Linked DNA regions of Astyanax mexicanus: region 2 is linked to region 1. A link is a contact called in public Hi-C data. All regions are on one chromosome and are shown on one strand. The core of a region is the stretch at or near the end of the contact, and the rest is flanking DNA. Distances in the headings are between cores, read along the strand shown. Region 1 holds the start of zswim5 (zinc finger, SWIM-type containing 5). Region 2 holds the start of tesk2 (testis associated actin remodelling kinase 2).

The links. A called contact is a pair of places that touch in the nucleus more often than the background predicts.
Region 2: a Hi-C map of muscle shows a contact between it and region 1, with 12 times the contacts expected there. The contact joins the promoter of tesk2 here to the promoter of zswim5 in region 1. A contact is called at or near these places in 2 of 3 Hi-C or Micro-C datasets (both in muscle).

What each region holds. Positions count from the first base shown.
Region 1 is chr4:37,458,562-37,464,236 of AstMex3_surface, forward strand. zswim5 (zinc finger, SWIM-type containing 5) reads right to left here and starts at 2,055. Exons shown (of 14, transcript XM_022679146.2): 1 at 1,505-2,055. The coding sequence starts at 2,012.
Region 2 is chr4:37,601,669-37,607,343 of AstMex3_surface, forward strand. tesk2 (testis associated actin remodelling kinase 2) reads right to left here and starts at 3,419. Exons shown (of 11, transcript XM_022679153.2): 1 at 2,813-3,419.

The DNA of each region.
Region 1 (5,675 bases), core at 805-3,304:
TCACTGTAACTTTGAAGGAAGAAGTCTGTAAGAATTCCTCCTACAGATGCAGATTGCCCTGTGTCAAAATATCACAATAAATATTGTGTATCGTCTAAATGTATTTAAGTACGTAATATAATATTTTTACTTCTCACAGCATATCTATACATTGTACACAATGTTTAAAGGTCTTCCTTGTCTTTTTCCTTCCGCCAGTCAGCTCAGTTTTTGCATGCTATGTATGGGTAAGCCTATAGACCTGCTATCTACGCTAGTATGTCGAAATGAAACAGCCTCATGCTCATGTAGCTAAAAAAAAAAAAAAAAAAAAAAAAAACAATGAACAGGTTTGAAACCTCACCCAGGACATACATATCTTCAACCTGCAGGTCTTATTGTTAAGGCCAGAAGCATTGAAATTGACTTTCCGTGGTGTTCCTTTGTTTAAATGCTGATTTTAATCTATACGGAGAGGCTTTTCCCCTCTTCTCCTCCTGTCCTGATTGATCATCCTGAAGAGGGGGAGGGAGCCAGAGCTATTGTGCGACCCAAGAGCCACACAACGACAATTTCAAGCAAAACCAAGCTGTTTTTTTCTGCTTATACTGTCGAATTTCGACCCAACACCGAGCTCGTACATTAATAAGTGTCCGCACATGTGTTTTTTCTGGCTTTCTTGAGATATACAGACGTTCTTTGTCCCGAGCAAGCAAGCAAATAAACAAAAGCCATGAGATTTGAACTGAAGCGGATTAGCTAGCCATAAGCCTGCGCTTCATTACAATAAAGGGATCCAATAAAAGCGACCAGGCGCAAAAACACACATAAACCTAAGAAAATAAGATTTAATTTCGATGATATATCGACGAACATTGAAGCCAAAGGTTTATAATAGAGGTTTTCTGACCACCACGGTTGTTTTTTTCACCTTCGAGCTGAGAGAGAACGTTGCGCCTCCATTGTGAGGCGTTCATATGAGGGGGAGCGGAGTTGAGTTTCATACTCTTAAAAAAAAGCATTAAAATCTGTCCTTTTCTTACACATTTGTCGTCTACAGGCATTTTTAGTGATTAAATTCGAATAAACAAGCATTCTCGCATATCTCACGAGTGAGGAAACGTAGGTTAGCTAGCTGGCTAACCTCCTCTCCTACCCCCTTTTAATCTTTAAAACCCCTCTGACGAAACTGCGTTAGCACTCAAGCTAACAAACAAGCGGACACGGAACGAAGCAACCCGTCGAGCAGAAAAACTTAATTTTTTTTTTTTATTATAAGTTTAAACGTCTGACTTATTTTTTTTTTGTTTCCCTCACAAACTCTTAAATCCATTTTTGCTGTTTCTTAGCTACGCTAGCACGCTAGCTAACGTTACCTGAGGGAAAGTGTTTCCAGCGTTTCCACACGAAACGAATTAAAGCCCAAAGTGAACTAGCTAGCTGTTAACGTTAACGGCCGTTAAAAGTGACCGTTAAAGTCCATTTTTGAATTTTAGCTTTAAAAACTCCATTATTTTTCACTCACCGACTTGCAGCACATTATCCACACAGCCCGTTTCCAAAAGTCGGATTCCACGCCGGAAAGGGAGCCCGTCTCCAGCGGCTCCAGTCCCGGCGCTCCCCGTCGTGCCCGCCGCCCCTCCGGGAGCGGTGCCGGAGCCAGCATTCGTGGCACTGGAGCCCACAGCGGGAGCGTCCTCTCCGGCCGCCCGGCACTGGAACGACGAATACATGCATATCTCCCTCTCGTTCCGCGGGAAGGACCAGTAGACGATACGGCGCTGCACGGGCTCCGGGATCCGTTCAAACCGCTCCTCCACCCGCTCAAAGGCCCACTTCTCCGCCACGGCCTTGGCGGCGCAGTCCAGCAAGGATTCCGGGCAGCGGGTGCGCGAGTTGTGGAAGCCCGGACCCGGCCCCGGACCGGGGCCCCGAGGAGCCGGGCGCAAGCACGGTCGCTTGCTGGCCGGCGGCGAGGCGAGGAGCTGGAGCGGCGGCGGCTGAAGCGGCATATCTCCGCGTCCCTCCGCCATGACAACGCGAATAAACACTGACGCGAAGAAGCGAAGACCAGGAAAGCAGCAGAAGAGGAGGAGAGACACACTGCGCGACGAGCGGGGGGTGAATCGCTCTTTAGAGTCGGTTCTTTTTTTAAGGAATCAATGGAACCGATTCATCCTCTTCACAAATGCAAATGAATCCTATTGGGCATTCACACAATGTAAAGAACAGAGATAGACAGACACACGATCGTTTTAAAACAGCTCTAATTGTACAACTAAAAATAATGATAATCTCCGTGAACTATCAATAATAGAAAAAAACAGCTTTCTAGTTTTTTGTTTGTCTATTTTGCACATTTCAAACCTGACTCACCTTAAAAATATATAATTTATTTTATTCAGTGACAGTGCACACTGATCATTATTTTAGTTTACCTAAATTTACCAATTTTTTTTCAAATGTTGTCCCTAGCCTTAAGCCCAATTTCAACAATAAAAAAACACAACGCAAAAACAATAATAAATCTAACATAAATAAACACAGCACTACAGAAAACAGGGAACATAAATCGCAGTGTTGTGTAATATAAATTTAAGTATACAAATAACTTAGAATTATTGTGTTTATGAGACATTTGCTGAACTGTATATCACTGTATGTGTTTATGAAGGGCATGTTAATTTAGTTACAATATCACTTAGCTCATCCTTGATAAAATTTCTTACAAAACTTAATAAACTATATCTTAACGGGAGCCAATAACCCTTTAACATTATTCAGTAGATATATGAAACTCGTGATGAACAAATGAATCATTGAATGGTATGTCCGTGTCATTCATTCAAACGGACACTTCGACAGAATCGGATCAGTAAACAGAGCAGAAGTTCCCATTACGGCTGCTACGTCACCACCAATAACAAACGCGCGTGAGCCAATCCGCGAGGTGATGCGCGCGCGTGCAAACGCGCGTGCGAGAGAGAGAGCGAGAAAGAGCAAGCGAGTGAGCGATCGGAAAGGTGGACACTTCTCGCGAGAATCTGTGGGAACTCCGTGCTGGTAAAGAAAATCTAGTGTAAACAAACTGAACAGCGAATTTAATGAATCTGTTTTTAAATAAAACACAAAGCGAGTCATGGATTATCACTGTTTTAAACGTATTTGACTGAATGTCTTGTATAAAACTTTGTTTGTATTAAAGTTATACCAATAAGTTTGTGGACACATGCTTATTGAACGTTTTTTCCCCTGACATAAATTGCTTTCTCTTTCCAGAAGTGCATGTCCTTCTTTACACATCGCTGTGAGGATTTCATTGCATTCAGCATTTAAGTGAGCATAAACCTGTTAGTTCTCTAAACATCAACTCATATTAAAGGTTTTGTACGGAGCTCCCTCATATCAGAGAACACAGTTCCATGTTTCACAGCCAAAATATGACCAGGAGCATCTCCTGTTAGGGATAGTTTTCTATAGATTAGATAAGCTATGTTTTAAAGTAACTGAATTAGAGAGGGGATTTCTGGGTACGTTTGCACTGATGAAGCCCTGCTTTTCATTTTTTTATTCTACTAAAATGTTTATAACAAGTGTCTTTACAGTGCTCTCTTTACCAATAACGTAAAAGTAAGTTGAATCTGGAATAAACAAGTTGCTTAACTTGTCCCCATTACTTGATGGCCCATAATGCCTGAACTCTTTGGTGCTTCCCCATCCTAGACAGGCAGTTAAAGCTAATGAATTGCAAATGAATTTCACACTCTCATCCTTTAAATCTTGCCAAAACGTCAAATAAGCATTCTCTAATGTCCCCAGTAGCAGTCACTCTAAACTGTCTGGTGTTTTGTCTAGCTGTAGGGGCCCTATTAACATGGGAAAAGTTCATTCAGTTCATACAGGGCCATGAAAAAGAACTTGCCTTCTCTTGATTTCCTCTGTTTTTGCCATTTTTTTATTATATTAAGTTGGTTTAGAACTTCATGCAATAGTTTTTATAATGACTGTTAATTTTTAAAATGATTGTTTCAGCTATATTACAAGGGCCAGTAGTGTAGTATTTTAAGCTACATAGCCAGGCTCAGTAGTGCAGCATTTTAATCGATATATCTCGGCGCAGTGGCACAGTGTTTTAAACAACATAGCCAGGCTTAGTAGTGTAGAATTTTATATAACAACCAGGCTCAGTAGTGTAACATTTTAAACAACATAGCCAGGCTAGTAGTGTAGCATTTAAATTCAGATTTCTTTACAGTGATGATGAAAGGAACCAGGGACTACAATGTTGTGAACACAAACACCTTATACTACCCTACACTACCCTATACGCCATATTCTACACTATACGATTCTGTACCTTATACTACAATACAATACCCTTATACTACCCTACACTACCCTATACTCTACATTCTACCCTATACAGCTCTATAAAAAATTAAGAGAGAGTTTTAAATCAGTTTCTTTAATTTTGCTATTTATAGGTATATGTTTGAGTAAAATGAACATTGTTGTTTTGTTCTATAAACTACGAACATTTCTCCCAAATTTCAAATAAAAATATTGTCATTACACCCTGTCCACACAAATCCAGAAATTTTTAAAATGGTGGTTTTTGCCTCTGTTTTTTAAAATATCTTCGTCCACAAGAGGGTTTTCAAAAGTATCTCCGTCCACACAGAAAACACCATACCACTCAAAAACGCTGAAATGAACAGGAACTGTAATTCGCAACAATTACTTCATTTTCAAAATTGTCCAACCAGGTGCTTGTTTGTCCAGTCCTGGTCCAGAATCTCACGGTAAGGGTTGTACCTCTGGACAGAAGGATCGGACAAAACTGCACGCAGCACATTTTAGTACCTCCGCTGTGTTAGGTAATGTGAGAGTTGCATTAAATTAAGCTGTGAACATGTTATTAATCCACAAGTTGCAGAGAGAACAGAACCAATCCAGGTGCTGTGCCTGTTTTAGGCTTTATGGTCACGTAACTTATGGTCACTGGTTTATACTGATTACAACACACCTGATTCAATTAATCAGCTAACAACTAGCTTTTCAACTAACTATCTGCCCTGGTTGAGGCGAGCTAAATGATGCAGCAGGAAAAACAGTGTTACGCCAGAACCAAAGAGCTATCCCAGCTAACTGAAGAACCACAGAGTCTAAAACACTTAACGTAAAAATGCTTAATGTGGGTTTTCTTTTTACTGAAATCTATCTAATCTATTGTTATAAGGACAAATCTTAATGTGGCTTAATGTACTACACCAATGAGCCAGAAACACCAAACATCTGTAATTTATTTCACTGCATAAAAAAACTTTATCAGAACCTTAATAAGATGAACAAATCCCTATAACCCACATTACTGACCCCCTGTAAAATCCAGAGTGGCTGGGGAGTAAACAGGCTGGATGAAGAGCTCCAGTAACAGTAAATTATGTATTTTGAGTTTGCAGCAACTGTAGTGGATGGAAATATGTCTTAATTCACATTTTGCATAACTTTTGTAATGAAAACCTGGCTTAAAGAGACTTCTTCATGAGTGACCTGTTTCCCTCAGCTTTGTGTGTGATCTAAGAGATGCTGAAAGGAATTTTTATTCCAGTCGGTATGATTTGAGATGACACCCCTAGGAGCACAGTATTCAGCTGTTTCAGATACACTTACATCTTCTTTTCAGCATCTCTCTC
Region 2 (5,675 bases), core at 2,169-4,668, 140 kb after region 1:
GACAAGAACAAAACTATTACCATAGTGGACGTGTGATGAACTTGAACACTGTACTAATAATGCTAATGCTATTTTTTGTGCTAAACCTAACAGATTTGACACTGTAAAAGGTGCAGTCAAGCCAGGTTGCTTTAGTTTGGTTCAAATTAGTATATTCAGACCAATTAACAATAAATGCGTCTTGTTGCTGGGAGTCAGTGAGAGAGGGTTACTTTCTACATAATTACTTAACTAAGTTACTTTCTACATAATTAAATTAAATAAATCACTTAGCATCACGTATCATGCTTGACATCAGTTTACTCAGCTTGTAACTAAGTACTCTTTAAAAACTGTCTGTTTTTAAACTGTTTTGTTTACCAAAAGAATTGCTAGTTAATTAGTTAGTTAGTTAACTATGTGACTCATTTGATTTAAATAGTACTGCTGTGGTACATTAATGATTAGAATACACTGTAAAAGGTAAGTCACATGACTAAAATAAGATAGAACTAAGGTAGCTAGCTAAATGTGTGACTAGAATAGCTTTAGCTGCTAGTTGATTCGTGCATGACTATAACCAGTACGTGATATATAAAAGATTGAACTTGAATAGCATAGCTAAAGTAAATTCATGATTTGAATAACACTACAAATTTAGCTGTATTTGTGTTTGAAAGCAAGACAAAAAAAACTGTTTAGTATCAGGAAAAATTAGATGGAAAAATATTAGGAACATGATCTAATAAATACATGGGTTTGCCATATCGCATCGTACGCAATAATATTGCCAACATTTTTGAATATCGTGAACGTTATTATACCCCGAAATATCGTGCCATATCACCCACCCCTAATTCTCACATCAGGGTACCACTTTTTTTTGCTGTTTTTAGCAAAAGAAAAATTCACACTGTTCTCATTTCCTATTATTTATCTACTAGAGACTAGGAATTATATCTGTCCAGTAACATTTATTTTACTTTAATCCTGCATATATGGAGATATTTTAAATGCATTATTAGTATCATGACATTCTGGATCATTGACTTTTGTTACAAATCTGAACTAGTGCTTGTATTTTTTTAGATTTCAGTTAGGGATGTGCCATATCATATTGTACACAATAAAAAAATAATATTCATATTGTTGCAGTAGTGTATTCTTGAAATCATTTTTGTAATTCAGTGTTTTGTCATATCGCCAAGAGCATTGTTATCATGAAAATACCATGAAATATTGTGATATTATTTTAGGGCCATATCGCCCACCCCTAATCTGACATGACTATCACGATAATAATGCAATCTGTTTATCAGTGATTAGAGTAAAATAAATGGTTTTAGGCAATCGACAATCTGGTAGATACTGTCATGTAAAATGAGAACAGCATGAATACTGCTTTGAATTAAGCAGCAAAAAAGTAAAAAAAAAAAAAAACTTTATGTTCTGCGATGTGACTACTGCGATATCAAAGCAAAAACTATATATTGTGCACACAAACACAAATCTATTTTTTCATGAATACGCTGTGGACTGAATAGTGCACAATATATAGCGAAGAAATAGTTTGTGATCTTACTGATGTAACACACCTGATTCATCTCACCAGTTCATTAGTCTCAAGAGTTGCATCAGGTGTGTTAAAGCAGGAAAAACCAAACAATGTGTCGAACTTCTGAACCAGGCTTGAGAACCCCTGTTGTAACTGTATCACTGGTCCTAGGCCAGACCTCATGCCTGGTTGGCTTCTTGCTGTTTGATCAGCTGCACAGCTGCAGCGACACAGTAGCAAGCACAAGTGTTGCTTCTGAACATGCAACGAGTAAAAGATGGTGTCATATGAAACTCATCAACACAGTCTTTTCACAGGGGTTGCTTAGCAGCCATTGACTAGACGTGGGTAGCAGCTGCAGCAGTAAGCTGCACTTGCCTACAGCTCCACTAATGCACCTATGTGCTGTGTTGATGGATGTGTGCTCTTCAAATGATACAACTAAAAAATAGATTTGTTTGCAAGACAAGTAAAGTTTTAATTATTTCACAATTCACTCTGCTCTGTGTGAACAGGACCTGATCTGATCAATAAGAACAGATTTTTGTTTCTGACAGATGCTGATAGATGTAAGATGGACTTAACAGTGCGTGTTTACAACATAACAGTACTAACTTAGAAAGTATTGACATGTATATGTATATATAAAGTAACTGCAGTAGTTTAATAAGTTTTACGTATTTCTGAAGTATGACTGAAATAACAGCAAATATTTGTATGACGTAATAGGGTGGCTAGTATGTATTTGAATGCAGTAAAAATATAGCTCTATTAGGTAACAGTGTATATGTGTAAGGAGTTACAGTACAGATCTGTACAGTGTGTATTTGTATGCAGTAAAAGTACTGATCTGTATGAGGTAACAGTATGTATTTGTATGCAGCAGTAAACAGTATGTATTTGTATGCAGCAGTAAACAGTATGTATTTGTATGCAGCAGTAAACAGTATGTATTTGTATGCAGCAGTAAACAGTATGTATTTGTATGCAGCAGTAAACAGTATGTATTTGTATGCAGCAGTAAACAGTATGTATTTGTATGCAGCAGTGAACAGTATGTATTTGTAAGCAGTAACAATATGTATTTAAAAGTTGTAACAGTATGTATTTGTAAGCAGTTAACAGTATGTATTTGTAAACAGAGCTGTATATTAGCTAAGCTAAGCTAGTTTAGTTTGGGTATAGTTAGGTTAGCTCAGCCCACTCCTCCTCCACTGTGACACTTGAGTTTAGAGCTGCTGCTGCTGCCGCTGCTGGAGGAGAAAGCTCAGGTCTTACCTGGTCGTCTGAACTGGCTCTGGGGTGAAGTTCTGCTCCGGTGAAAGGTCCTACTTAATCCCATTGCATTTCTTGAGACGATTTTAAGCACTTTTTATCCCGCAGTTCAAATAAACGCTGAAATGTAGCTGGAGTTTAAAGCACTTGTAGCTACATATGAACTCCCAAACAAACTACAAACTAACTCTAAACTCCGCTCCCGCTCCTCTCTACTGAAAAAGAGCCCTCAGATCCGCGACTCTATAGCCGAGCAGAGTCATGACCAGCGGGTTAAACCCCTCCAGATCCAGCCTGAGAGAACTGCGTAATGACCGCAGGAAAAAAGGCTGGAGTGGTCAAGAGAAAAATAAACAGCGCCGGAGCTTTCTCTCTCTCTCCTCTTCTCTGCGCACCGTTCACCGCTCCAGTCTCTCAGCACAGGCTCCTCCTTTATTTCTTCACTTAAACTCCTAAACTGGGGTTTAAATATCTGCAGAAATCCGCTCCTAAAAACCTACGAGAAGTTAATCTTCGTGAAAACACGCCGAAGTAAATATTCTCTACTGCGGGGGATTCTCCATGTCAATCGACTCCTCCTCCGCCTCCTTCAGCCATATACCACTCGCCAAAGAGTCGGCTCTTCAGGAACCGGTTCTTTTAAACGAATCGTGGACGGATTCGCGAGTCACACTTGAACCGAGCTTGTGTTTTGTAGCACTAATAGGGCTTGACTATTCTTTAACCCTGTATTTTGATATTTAAAGAAATTTAAATGCATCATGTTTTCACAAACAGACAAACTGCATTAGTATTATCAGATAGAAATAGACAAAAATAATTAAATACTACATTTAAAATAAATACGGAGTTTTTATTCCACAATTAACAATAATAATGTTATATGTCATCCAATTAAACTGATCTGAACTGGTCAGATTAATGCCCAGTTTGTTTTTAAAGTTTATGTTATGCACATAATACACACGAGAGATGTCTACCATTTATCACAATAGCAAATGCACAAATCACAATGCAGTAAAATAATGTCATATTGCCCAGCTCTTATCTTTAGTTTTAAGCGCCTAACTAAAAACGAAAGCCGTTACTTTACTATACAACATTCTAACTTAAAATATTAGATACAAATGCAATACTATACTAATTTAAATATGTATATAAAAAGTTGGAATTTTATACTACTAATTAGTAGTTTATATAATAACTTAAAAAAACTTTTTTAAAAACCTTTTTTTTAATTCGCTTTTTTGTATTCTAAAACGGAAGCATTAAAATAGGTTGAATGTTTGCTAAAGTAAACAGAGAAATAAGACGTATAACTTGTGTACACTGTGCATATACATAAAATAAATACATTTTAAATTACAAATATAAATAATATAATTAATAATGTGTAAGCTAAGCTATCTAAGTTATTTATAAATAAATAAATAAATAAATAAGGGACTGGTGTTTAGAAAATAGTTAAATTCATGGGACATTACGAAGACTTTAATAAACACATTACAAAGACTTTAATAAATTTAACCTCATGAAATTGAAACATAAAAAAATTATAATTTTTAATTCTAGAACATTTTTCAGAGGAATCGCTGAATCGACTCTTGTTGTCGGTTGAAGCGCTTTGACCGGGGCGCTTACGAAGTGTTCTGCCGTTCGATTCATTAAATACGTTCAAAAGAATCGGTTCTTTAAACGAATCCATCTCCCCTTCCGCCCTCCTCCTCTCTTGTCGCCTAAACTTGCCTTTTCATGTTCGTTCAGAGCGACACGAACTACAACCAATCAGAGGCGATTAACTGGGTTGAGTGGGTGAGATCGTGTCCAATAGGAAAGCAGAATGATAGTGGGTTTGATGTGCTGGTCTGAACCAACCAGAACGTTCTCTGGCTTCGGTGTTGACCAATGAGATGGCAGTGTGAGTGTGTTTTGTCAAATGGGCCCTAAATACATCAAAAGAATATTATAATACAGAAATAATACGTTATTTCAGCATATTATTAAACATAAAAACAAATAAATGTTTTATACAAGTCATATAAATTAGTGTAAATTATGTAATGTAATTTAAAATGTTGAATTATTAGAAACATTGCAAACTGACAGCCGACAACAACTCAATTCTACATCTTTGGCGCCATCTACTGTCAAGATTAAGAAAGTTTAACAGTAACTCCAGGTATACTGGTAAATATAGAGGCAGGGGAAATACAGGAGATCCCTAACTCTGTCTATCTGTCTGTCTGTCTGTCTGTATATCTATCTTGTGCTAGTGTTGTGTTTGTCATTTACAGTGCTAATAATACTTGCAATACTTTTACTCTACATACACGTTTTTGTTAAACATGTCCATCCTGTCATGCAGCTTGCCATGCATTTTATAAATATCAATTATTTAAAGATGCAGTCAACCATTTCTTTAAAATAAACACTTTCTTCAGAGAAAATCAAAGAAATAAGTGGACTTACTTTGAAACATGATTTCTAAATGTCACATGTTTTAGTAACAGAAACAAGAAAAATTTAACCATCTTTAGCAAAGAAAAATAAGTAAAAAATGAAGTAAAACTTCATCAAATTCAGAAAACATAAAAAAACATAAAAATTAAATGTAATTTGGAAATGTTACAACAAGCAAATGGCACCCAATGACCCAAACAACTGTTCATTGTGAACTTGTTCTGTTTTAAAAAGATACATTTAGATTTTTTCTAAATTATTTAAATTACTGAAATATATTACTTAAATATATTAACTATGATAGGTGGGACATCTTAAGTGTTAACTCACATAAACATGCAGTGAAATGTAAAAAACTTGTTGAAAAAAAAGATATATATAATTAATTGCTGAACATGCAACAGCA